Linked DNA regions of Mus musculus: regions 1 and 2 are each linked to region 3. A link is a contact called in public promoter capture Hi-C data. All regions are on one chromosome and are shown on one strand. Each heading gives the region's core, a stretch centred on a gene start, on an enhancer-like site or on the middle of the called end of the contact. The rest is flanking DNA. Distances are from core to core; before and after follow the strand shown.

Region 1 (3,601 bases), core at 259-2,758, 2.3 Mb before region 3:
ATCCTAGACCAAAGATGAGTGGAACAAGACTCTGAGGTATAGCAGGACTATCTCGCCCACCAGAGATATAAATAATAGCACGGAGGCTTGCTAAGCTTTTAAAGGTTAGGCCTATTGTTGGGCAGACTCCCGACTACTCTAAACCCAACTAATCCTCACATTATATCCAGCCACGTGACCAAATCTATCTTTCTCCTGTCCGTCCATTCACCTCTGCGTCTGCCAGCTCTGATTCTTCTCCCAGCCTTCTTCTCATCTCTGAATCATCTCCCAGTCTTCCTCTCTCTGCCTGGAATTTCTGCCTTCCATTTCCTGCCCAGCTTTTGGCCATCAGCTCTTGATTGCAGCCAAGCAGATACAATTCTAGATTGCCTTAGGCAGGTGAGGAAGGATAATTATTTACAAATTATGAGACCCATGATGGGGCCACAGAAATAACAATACCAAGTTGCTGCCAGCGTTTAGCTCTCTGCCAGGAGAGAATTACAATTGAATATACAGAGACAAACCTTCACACAATGTACCCCAATACTGAGTGGTCTCCGTTGTGTTGACAAACCCACCACACAGAGGCCATGGGTTTCTGACTTTGGAGCTTGCAGGCATGGATCTTCAGGCCTTGTTTAGTCAGTGCTGTGGAAGGATCTCAGGAGGGGGCCTTGTTCCTCAGCATTTGCTCCAGAGAACAGCCAATGGGTTGGCTGTTGTATGGTCAACATAGAAAAGGAGACCAGGAAATCTCACTGACAAGACCTGATTCTGGTCTTGTGGTGGGCAGGGCCAATGATGGCCTAGTCACATGTAGGCAATTTACCTGCAGAGCACTGGGCCCACATAATCCTTGTTGTGGGTGTTGGGCTTCAATTCCCATCTGTACCTGATACCCAGATTGGACCTGTGTCCTCCATAACTGTTCCTGTAAGTTCAGAAGGGCTCTTCAATCGTCAGTGAGCACGCTTAGTCTATCATCACAAAATGCTGCTATTACAAGAAGGGGGAAAAAAAGCAAACAGATGTCTTTTTAAAATCTTTATGATCAAAAAGTTTATTTAATGATAAAGTAAAATATGAGACAAAACTACTTTCGTAACAGTTTTAATTCTTTTGGTCAGCACACATGGTACCTCCATGATCATGTATCTCTCTTAAAAAATACTGACTTCCCTCTGGAGTCATCTGGGAGAGCTGATGGACAGACAACACCGTGCAGCTAAGTTTCAGGAGAGGCAAGCCTGGCACTACTCAGGGAGAAATGAGAGTCAGAGGGAAAGGAATTCCAAGGGATACCATCCCTCTGCTTTGGAATGGCTGACCATAGCAATTCCATTCCTCACCAAGTGACCGAGGCTGATGTGGGCACCTGGGAGGAAATTACATGAATGCTTCCCGATCAAGCTCTGTGCCTTTATGAGACAGCATGGGGAAAGCCCCCAGCAAGGGAAGGCAGGGCTAGCTGGGTTTCTTTACTCTCTGCAAGGTACAGGGCCCAGAGCCAACAGCTAAGTCAGCTACTGGTTCTGACCTCTCCATAGAGCCCAGAAAGCTCTTTAGCCAAGAATTCTTTACCCGATGCTGTAACAACCCACAAAAGGTTCCCTGGGCAGAGTAATGGCATCAGTAATTACACCAGGCAGCTTGGGAGAGAGGGTTCTGTCTATTCTTTTCAAGTGAATGGACATTTTCAAAGCTTCTTTTCCAAATAGAAACTTTTTTTTCTTTAGTTGAGAACATGAAAAGCAAAACCCAAGCAAATATTTACAAATCTGAAGTCAAAGATCGATAAGAAAATTTACCGGTCCTGACCGTGAATTGTTGGGTCACGGCAATGGGCAGTTGCCAAGGAGACTGGACCCAAGCATCAGAAGCTAGCTTTCAGCAGCAGCAGACATCACTCTTTATTCTGCAACTTATACCTCCAAAACACAAGGCAGGAAAGAGAGCAAACGACTGAGTTAGTTAAACAAACACTGATAAACGCCAGCTCTGAAATTTTTTTTTGCTAAACTCCCAGGAACCTGCCATTTCAAAGCCCTCTGTCTAATTGTCTAATTCCTAGACAAAAGTACCGAAGTCGTTATCGAGGCAAGAGAAGCAATTTCTCCAAAGCACAATCTATAGCAGTCTCACACACAGTCTGCGGTTATGCGTGCACAGGCTAACACAGAGACCTCGGTACTACTGAGGGTGTTATATACTTGGAAGACAACATCAGCTGGGATATCTGCTGGCCTGGCAGGCCACTGAAAGGGACTTTCACTTCTCACTGGCCAAGTTCTTGAAGCTTGAAGCCTTTGGGTACACATTTGCACTGACTCCCATGTCCTGTTAGGTTTCTTAAACATTGCAAGGGTTAAGTTAGTGGAAGTCTCAGTGTGGGGATGGTGAACCGGCAGGGTGAGCTCTCCTGACTGTGAGAACCCTTGCCTGTGAGCACTGAGTGAGCCTGGTTGGCCTGTGGGGAGCTCCACAGTCCTCATAACCCGTGACTCTTACGATGCTCCTGCTGAGTAGGAGTTACTGGTAGAGCTGGGTTTGCGTCCCAGAAGATACTACTATTAACTCCTGCTCCGGAGGAGCTGAAATGCTGACTTGCTGCCATTAACTACATCATCTGTGTGGTAAGTGCACACTCTGAACTATCCCTAATTCATGATGGCTGAAGACCTCCTCCATAGGTCCAGGATGTTCTGCTAAAGATGAGTATGCGATTTCTGGGCCTTGGCCCCTCATCTAAAGCCACTCAGCTCAGTAGCATCAAAGCAGCGGCCAGTCTTTGTTGTTGACAGTGTGATAATAGTCTAGGATTCAGACAACTGTGTTAACTTTCTCAGGATCATATCCCCAACTTTGGGGAAGAGGATAGACTATTTTATGCATAGCAGCACACCAGGCTTGACCTCTGAGAATTCTCTACACTCCCACGTTGCTGTTCATCACCAAAGGAAGTCAGGACTTGAAACTCACACAGGGCAGGAACTTGGAGGCAGGAGCAGATGCATTGGCCATCGATGGGTGCTGTTGCTGCTTTCTGGCTTGCTTCCCCTGGCTTGCTCAGCTTGGCTTTCTTATAGAACCCAGGACTACCAGCCCAGGGATGGCACCACCCACAATGGGCCCTCCCATCCTTGATTACTAATTAAGAAAATGCCTTACAGTTGGATCTCATGGAGGTATTTCCTCAAGGGAATCTTCTTTCTCCATGATAACTCCAGCTTGTGTCAAGTGGACACACAAAATCAGCCAGTACAACCTGAGAGGGCACAAAGCACATTCTAAATACAATTCTTGTTCTCTAGGAGTTTTCCAACAAGTTTTCTCAGAATCCTCTCACCTCTTCATTCTTGGGCCATCTTTGGACAGGAAAACAATTCTAACGAAGATGTAAACCCCATTGCTGGGGAGAAGGAGGCACGGAAGGATGCTCGTTCTTATCAGTTCTGCTCTCTTCTTGATTATCAGCATAGATGGTGAGCTCTGACCCCAGAGTCCCCTACATCCTGTCAGTATAGATGGGGACCTTTAAGCCCAGACTCCCCAATATCCTGAATTCAGGGCAGGCTTTTGTTACTCTTTAAAAGGTAACCAAACTGCAGCCCACCAC
Region 2 (3,399 bases), core at 737-3,236, 2.5 Mb before region 3:
TCTGTGCACGCTCTGACCAGGCAAGTGAAAGTCCATGGAAACACTGCCATTGGGATCCGGGACTGAGGCGCCAGGCATGAGAAGCCTGCCTGTGGCCTCAGGCACTAAGCTTGTCCTCTCTTCCTGAATAGCGTTCTGTCTATAATGTTATCATCTTGGATAACACTTCGTTAGTGCAATAAACGTGTCCCGAGTGGCAAGGCTCGATTGCTCAGCCTGCTCCATGCTAAGCAAGACAGTCAGAATTTGATCCTTGAACTCCCACAAGTTGTCCTCCGACCTCCACAGTGCCATGCACCCTACACACATAATAAATAAATGTCTGAAATGCCTCGAGTCCCTATGGATTTTTTTTTTTTAAGTTTTATTCTGAAAGTAGTGCAAAGTCCAAAGTTAGAGCATGAACATTCCTTGTAAGGTCATGATGTGTCAGAATTCGAAGTAAGAGGATCAGAAGAGGGTTGGAGATGCAGGTGACAGAGGGTGGGTTTCAAACACAATAGGCTTTCCCTTGCCTTCTAAACCACTGTACTGTTTGGGTCTGGCGCCCTCCAGTGGCACTCAGAGTCCTAGAGCCGAGACTCATATATCCCTTCTTAAACCCTGTTTTCAGTAGGAGGAATTCAGTTCTTGTAAGTTTATCCTGATGAAGGAAGCGATAATGAGGGTTTCCGAAGTGTCAATTGTTTAATCCTGTACATATTCTAAAAATCTGCCGAAAAGATTAAACCTGGCTCGCCTCTGGTCGCCATTTCTGCTAACAATCTCAAGCTAATTCATCCCAGGAAAGGACAGGGTGAGTAAAATCCTGCATTTGCTGTGGACCCAGCACAAACCTCCTAGCAAGTGCAATGGCCTGCTTTCTCAGTCACCAGGTGTCATTGCTAGGACACCTCACAGGGGAAACCCACTTGTGAATCACTGAGGTGGCTGAACCTTGCAGAAGACTTGAATTCGAGTTCATGTTCAAGGAGGTCCAGGACACATCCTTTGGATGTCCCCTGTGCTATTAATTAACATTAAAGCGATATTAATGAGGTTGCCTTCTGTCTCCTCCTGTGACAGTCAAAGTGGAGAAAGCTTCAATGTGAAAGAAAGGAGAGGGGGGAAGATGCTGGAGTGGGGACTACGTTGCTTATAATAGATTTGGTGTATACATTAATGATGTCAATATATAGAGTGATCTGGAGTCTTCCTACACCCAGATATCTCACTCCCCCAATGTAACTCTGGCTAGCCATTATCATTTTACTAGGAAATAGGATACAGACGTTGGTCGGAAGTCATTCTTGAGCATGATCTTGTGCTCGAAATGAATAGAAAGAGCAAGATAGCATCTTCAAAGCTTTTGGCGTCCTGAGTCCCAGGAGACTTGCAGACCAGCATAGGGGGTTGCTGGCTGCTTACCTGTGAGGAACCGAGAGCCCCCACCGCGCGAACTTACCACCGGTTTCCAGCCAGCTGGACCCAGAGAATGGGGGAGGCTGCGGGTCTTCCGGGCTCCCAGACGCTGCAGCTGCGAGTCCCAGGGCGCACGCAGGTGTCTGCTAGGGGGAAAAAAAAAACGAGGACACCTCAGTGAAAATGCGGGCACTGCAGAGCTCAGCCAAGGGCGGAATGCACTTGCAGCCATCAGACTCTGCTGGTCCTAGCGCCAGGACTCACCTGCTCACTGACCTGCGCCAGCAGCAGCACCCAGAGCGCAGCACAACCTCGGGACTCCATGGCCCCGGTGCCCGAGGGCTCACAGGACTCAGCTCAGCAGTCTAGACTGGGTCACTGGATAGTCCCGGTGTTAGCAGTATGCTAGGGTGCAAAGGACCGACCCGGCAAAATCGCAGGGTTTCCAGGCAGCGATTCCACCATGCACATCAGAGTTATCACTGCAGCTTCGTTCGGCACCGGGAGGTGGAGTGGCAGTGGTGGCGGGGGGCGGCAAAGCACCCGCAGCAACCAAGGGACAGCAGGGAGGAGGGTAGAGAAGGAGAGGGCAGGACTAGGGAGGGCAAAGGAGAGGAGAGGGGAGGGGATAGAGGAGGGAGTAAAGCAGGGAGGAGGGGTACCAGGAGGAGGAGGAGGATAAGGGAGGAGTGGCAGGGAGAGGAGATGAAGCAGACTCATGGTAAGTACTGGGCATCCTTCACGCCTATGACCCAGCAGGAAGGTGTTTTGTCCACCTACATGAGAACTTGGGGTAGAGACAAGGCCAGGACACAGTCATATCTAGCTGTTCACCCCTGTGCTTTTGTGGAAAACTGTCTTGGTGTGTTACTCCAAAGTCCTCTGCCACCTGCCACCGCTGCAGCTCTGTGGGACTTCTCACTTAAGGGCAAGATTGAGCTGCATAGAGACAGGCATCCAGCATTCATTGTTCTCTAGTCCATCCCCTGGTTACAGACCCTCTGGCCTTCCCTTCTAGTGGGAGATGTATAGGGAGGAATGTATCTGCTTATGAATGAATGTGAGTCCTTAGTTGCCTGGGGCACGTGAAGAAAAGGGGTGAATGGAGGCGGGGCGGGGCAGGGCAGGGCAGGGTAGGGCAGGCTATGAGGAAGCTGGGTTTCTTTCTCACGCCTCTAATTTTTCATTGGACAGCAGTGGCCAATTTCAGATTCACTTTAGACTCTGGCTGACCTGCTGGGAGAGCAGGTGTGAGGCCACTGGGTTCCCAGAGCATCCTAGTAGGAAGTCTAGGAGCCCCAGCCTAGACCAGACCAGGTCTATCCAAGACAACCAGCGAATGCCCTCTCTCCAGCCCTGCGTCCTGGTCCATCATGACCTGAGTATGTGTTTGAGTATGAGCGTCTTTTGTGACCATCAGTGACTGAGAGTGTCTGCTGCAGGGTGGGTACAGATACAGACAGCACTGAGCGCACGGGTAGATGTTTCTACACGCGGGACTGCCAATGACTGTCCATCCCAGCAGCTGCACTCCACTTCCTTCTGCCGGTTGGTCTCACATCTCAGGCTCCCTCCAGCTGCCATTCTAGGGTCCCTCATTTGCAGTCACACTGACCTTGCCTGGTTTGCAAGGCTGAGAAGGGGGATGGCATGTGGAGCAGTGGCTGCAGTTTTCAGGGTGCTCACTCCAGCCTACACTGAGCTGAGATGCCCCAGAGTGGCTCTTTATAAGCCTGAATGAAGTGTCATACATCTCAGAAAGGACAGGGCGGAATCAAGATGAACTGATCTGTGTATGCATATCCCTCTCTCTCTCTCTCTGCTCCCTCCCTTTCTCTCTCAGTCGTTCATATGAAAAATATTGTCAAAGAGTACAGTTTTGTTGACTTACTGTTTCATTCTTTTATAATTCCACGCACCTACACTATGTTCTTTTATTAAAGCCTCCCATTATCTCCTGTTAAGTCCCCTCTATTCCACCTGGTCTCTCTTGTTCTA
Region 3 (3,367 bases), core at 471-2,970:
AAAGACCTCGCCAAGTTGAAAAATGCCCCAATAAATGTGGGCCTAAGATGCCCTGGCTAGCCTTAAGCTCTGTAAGCCAGGCTAACCTAGCACTCACTGTCTTCCTGCCTCAGCCTTTGGAGTGCTGGGATTTCAGGCTTATGTCTCCACACCCTGTCCTGCAGATTTGTCTCATTCTCCCTCTTTTTAAAGGATTTATTTTATATGTATGAGTGTATACATTTATATATGGCCATGTGTGTGGTTACCTGGTACCAAGAGAAGGGCACAGGATCTCCAGACAGGTCAAGTTACAGTCCATTTGAGTAGTTGTGTGGGTGCTGGGAACAGAATGATGGTCTTCTGCAAGAGTAGCAGGTGCTCTTAGCCATCAAGCTATCTCTCCAGCCCTAAGTCTCTATTTAAACCCTAACACCCCCTGTCTGTGTATGAGTTCACACACATGTGAGTTCATACACAGGTGCCACAGAGCACATGTGGAAGTTGGAGGAAGCCAGTCTCTTTTTCCATGTGAGTTCTGGGGACTGAACTGAGGTCTACAGACTTGCATGGAAAGCACTTGTGACTCCCAGGCCATCTCTCTGACCCACATTATTTTTTTTAATTGCTAGAACTCTGGAGTCCTTTTTTCCTTTTCTTTCTTTCTTTCTTTTTTTTTTTTTTTTTTAGGCATTTTTATTAGATATTTTCTTCATTTACATTTCAAATGCTATCCCCCAAAGTCCCCTATACCCTCCTCCCTCCCCCCTCCCCAACCCACCCACTCCCACTTCCTGGCCCTGGCATTGCCCTGAACTAGGGCATATAATCCCCAAAGAAAGACCAAGGGCCTCTCCTCCCATTGATGGCCGACTAGGTCATCCTCTGCTACATATGCAACCAGAGACACAGCTGGGGGGGGGGGGCGGTGTTTACTGGTTAGTTCATATTGTTGTTCCTCCTATAGGGTTGTCAACCCCTTTAGCTCCTTGGGTACTTTCTCTAGCTCCTTCATTAGGGGCCCTGTGTTCTGGCAAATACAGAAGTGAATGCTCACAGTCATCTATTGGCTGGAACTCAAGGTATTCCTATGGGTGCTTAGTGTGAAGGGTGAGACTGGGAGTTAGAGAGAACTACATTAGCCTTAATGACAACCTACTTTGCTATACATAAAAATAAGATGGGTAGATTTACGAACCACCTGAAATCCAATGTATATGAATTAACTGTAGAAGCCCTATATATAGGAATTACCTGTACGCACACATATATACATATATACATGTATATATATGGAAATTAACTGTAGAAATCAGTAATGGTGTATGTTGGTCTTTCCACGTTCCTTGTTGCTTTTCCTAGTTCGCGGGTAGGGACTTAACTAGAGCAGTGTCTGCACTTGCTCCTCTGGCCTTTCCCATGTCTGCCAGAACGTCTCTTAATGTAAACATATGACCTGTACATTTTGTCTGAATGTTGGGTTTTGTTTTGTTTCCAATATATTCACTGTTTGCAGTTTCTTTTACAGTCAAAGCCTGCTTTTTCTGTCTTTTTTTTTTTTCTTCTCCCATGGGCACCGGTCTTGGTCCCAGCATCTGCAGAGGCAGAGCTTAGAGTGCAGGATTCTGGATAAAGAATACTGAGACAAGGAAGGCTTTATCTGCTCCTTAGTCGTCCTCTGCACAGCACACGTCATCCCACGTGACCTTACGCCATCTTTCTTCCTGGCGGTGGCGTCCCACTCCACTGCGCAGACGCGGAAGCTTCGCTAACCGGCGCCCGAAGTTGATTAAGGACTTCTCCGCCGGTGGCACCCCTTCCCAGGTGTGGGTCCCAGGTTTCATGGGGGCAGGCAGAGGTGGTGCCAGAGCTGCTGGCCGGGAGTGCGGGCGGGGTCCCTGGCCGGCGTGAGTGAGCCTCCGGAATCTGCGGCTTCTCCGGAGTGCGCAGGCCTGGGCACATGGAGACGCGGAGCCCAGAGTGCAACCCTGGCATGTGTGCTCTGACCTCTGATGCCAAGTAACCTTGATAGGGGAGGGCCTAGGGACTGGCAGACGTGCAGCACAGGATGACCACGCTTCTCTTCCCCCAGGTCTGGGCTCGGCATGGCCGCACTGCTTGTACGGAGCGTGGTGGCTTCGGTGGTGGACCCGTTCCTGCACCTGAGTCGCCTCGCGGTGAAGCCCCGAGTCTTCTCCTCGTTCCTGCTGGGGACATTGCCACGCGCCAAACCCTGCGCAGAGGTGCGCTCAGTTCTCTGTGGCCGTCCCTTGCCGACCCTGCTGCCCTCGCTGGGCTTCAAAACCAAAGGTGTCATCAAGAAGCGCTGTAAAGACTGCTACAAGGTGAAGAGGCGTGGGCGCTGGTTTATCCTCTGTAAGACCAACCCCAAGCATAAACAGCGACAAATGTAGCCCTTGTCTTCAAGCAGTGTCCATGGAAAATTCATTTCACCTTATCAGAGAAAAATAAACATTAAGCATTCTGTAAGATCCATGGGCCTTAGGGCTTTGTTGAACCCCCCTTTCCCCACATCATAGCCCAATTCCTTCACATCTAATCAGACCAGAGCTGCCGATGGAGAAGGATTGTTACAGTAGCTGTGTATGAAGCAGGAATACAGAGCCAGCTTTATCTCTTGAGACAAAGTCTGGCTCGGTAACCCTGGTTGACCTGAAACTTGGAGAGAAACTCCTGCCTCTGCCATTTGTTACCATATGCAGCAGATTGTAAGTGCTTTAAGAGGCTGCCTGAGCCAAAAAGCTCTTGTGGGGTGTGCAACAATCCCAATTTAAGAACAAACGATGTTCTTGTGTAGCAACTATCCCAGTCTTTACTCAAGGAAAACCTTGTTTACATAGAAATGTCTTTTGGATACCAATTAAAAATATTTGTCATGACTGTTCTTACACTCTGGAGTAGTAGTGTTCTTTATTACCACCAAACTAATGCTTTCAGAAGGAGGTTAGTACATTTTCAGTTCAAAGAAGGTAACAGAGCATGCTGGCTTCTGCAGGGAGTGCTAGGACACCAGCAATTTTTCAAATCTTGCGGTTGTCACTATTAAAAATCGGGCCTGAGGGCTGGAGAGATGGCTTAGCAGTTAAGAGCACACTGACTGCTCTTCTAAAGGCCCTGAGTTCAAATCCCAGCAAACACGTGATGGCTCACAACCCTCCGTAATGAGATCTGATGCCCTCTTCTGGGGTTTCTGAAGACAGCTACAGTGAACTTACATATAATAAATCTTTAAAAAAGCGGGCCTGGGGTTCATGTTTCTCCTGGTCTTTGACACTATGCCTTTTTGTGGTTCTAAGTCCCATTAATCTGTTGAACTTCAGGTTCACCTGGTGTAGTCTACCAACTGATTCCAGACTAGCGTGTTTTG

The links. Promoter capture Hi-C pulls out the DNA fragments that hold promoters and counts their contacts.
Region 1: a promoter capture Hi-C map of liver shows a contact between it and region 3, with 4 times the contacts expected there. The contact joins the enhancer-like site here to the promoter of Mrpl36 in region 3. A contact is called at or near these places in 7 of 39 promoter capture datasets (the 3T3-L1 cell line, cranial neural crest, hippocampal neurons and 2 more) and 2 of 115 datasets of contacts at active chromatin or transcription factors (astrocytes and embryonic limb bud).
Region 2: a promoter capture Hi-C map of hippocampal neurons shows a contact between it and region 3, with 4 times the contacts expected there. The contact joins the promoter of Adamts16 here to the promoter of Mrpl36 in region 3. A contact is called at or near these places in 3 of 39 promoter capture datasets (the 3T3-L1 cell line, cranial neural crest and hippocampal neurons) and 1 of 115 datasets of contacts at active chromatin or transcription factors (astrocytes).

Annotation. Positions count from the first base shown.
Region 1 is chr13:71,002,208-71,005,808 of GRCm38.p6, forward strand. No RefSeq gene overlaps it. Among named protein-coding and RNA genes, the nearest start is that of Gm36734, 16 kb to the right of the region's middle. Within about 2 kb of position 1,509, at least 8 of the 459 cell types and tissues checked have an H3K27ac peak or open chromatin away from gene starts, as enhancers often do. A contact at or near this core is called in liver, where this site is marked.
Region 2 is chr13:70,839,825-70,843,223 of GRCm38.p6, forward strand. Adamts16 (a disintegrin-like and metallopeptidase (reprolysin type) with thrombospondin type 1 motif, 16) reads right to left here and starts at 1,987. Exons shown (of 23, transcript NM_172053.3): 1 at 1,666-1,987; 2 at 1,445-1,547. The coding sequence starts at 1,725. It overlaps Gm36529 (predicted gene, 36529), which reads left to right and starts at 626. Exons shown (of 4, transcript NR_167928.1): 1 at 626-796.
Region 3 is chr13:73,329,289-73,332,655 of GRCm38.p6, forward strand. Mrpl36 (mitochondrial ribosomal protein L36) reads left to right here and starts at 1,721. Exons shown (of 2, transcript NM_053163.1): 1 at 1,721-1,803; 2 at 2,072-2,890. The coding sequence starts at 2,085. The coding sequence ends at 2,393.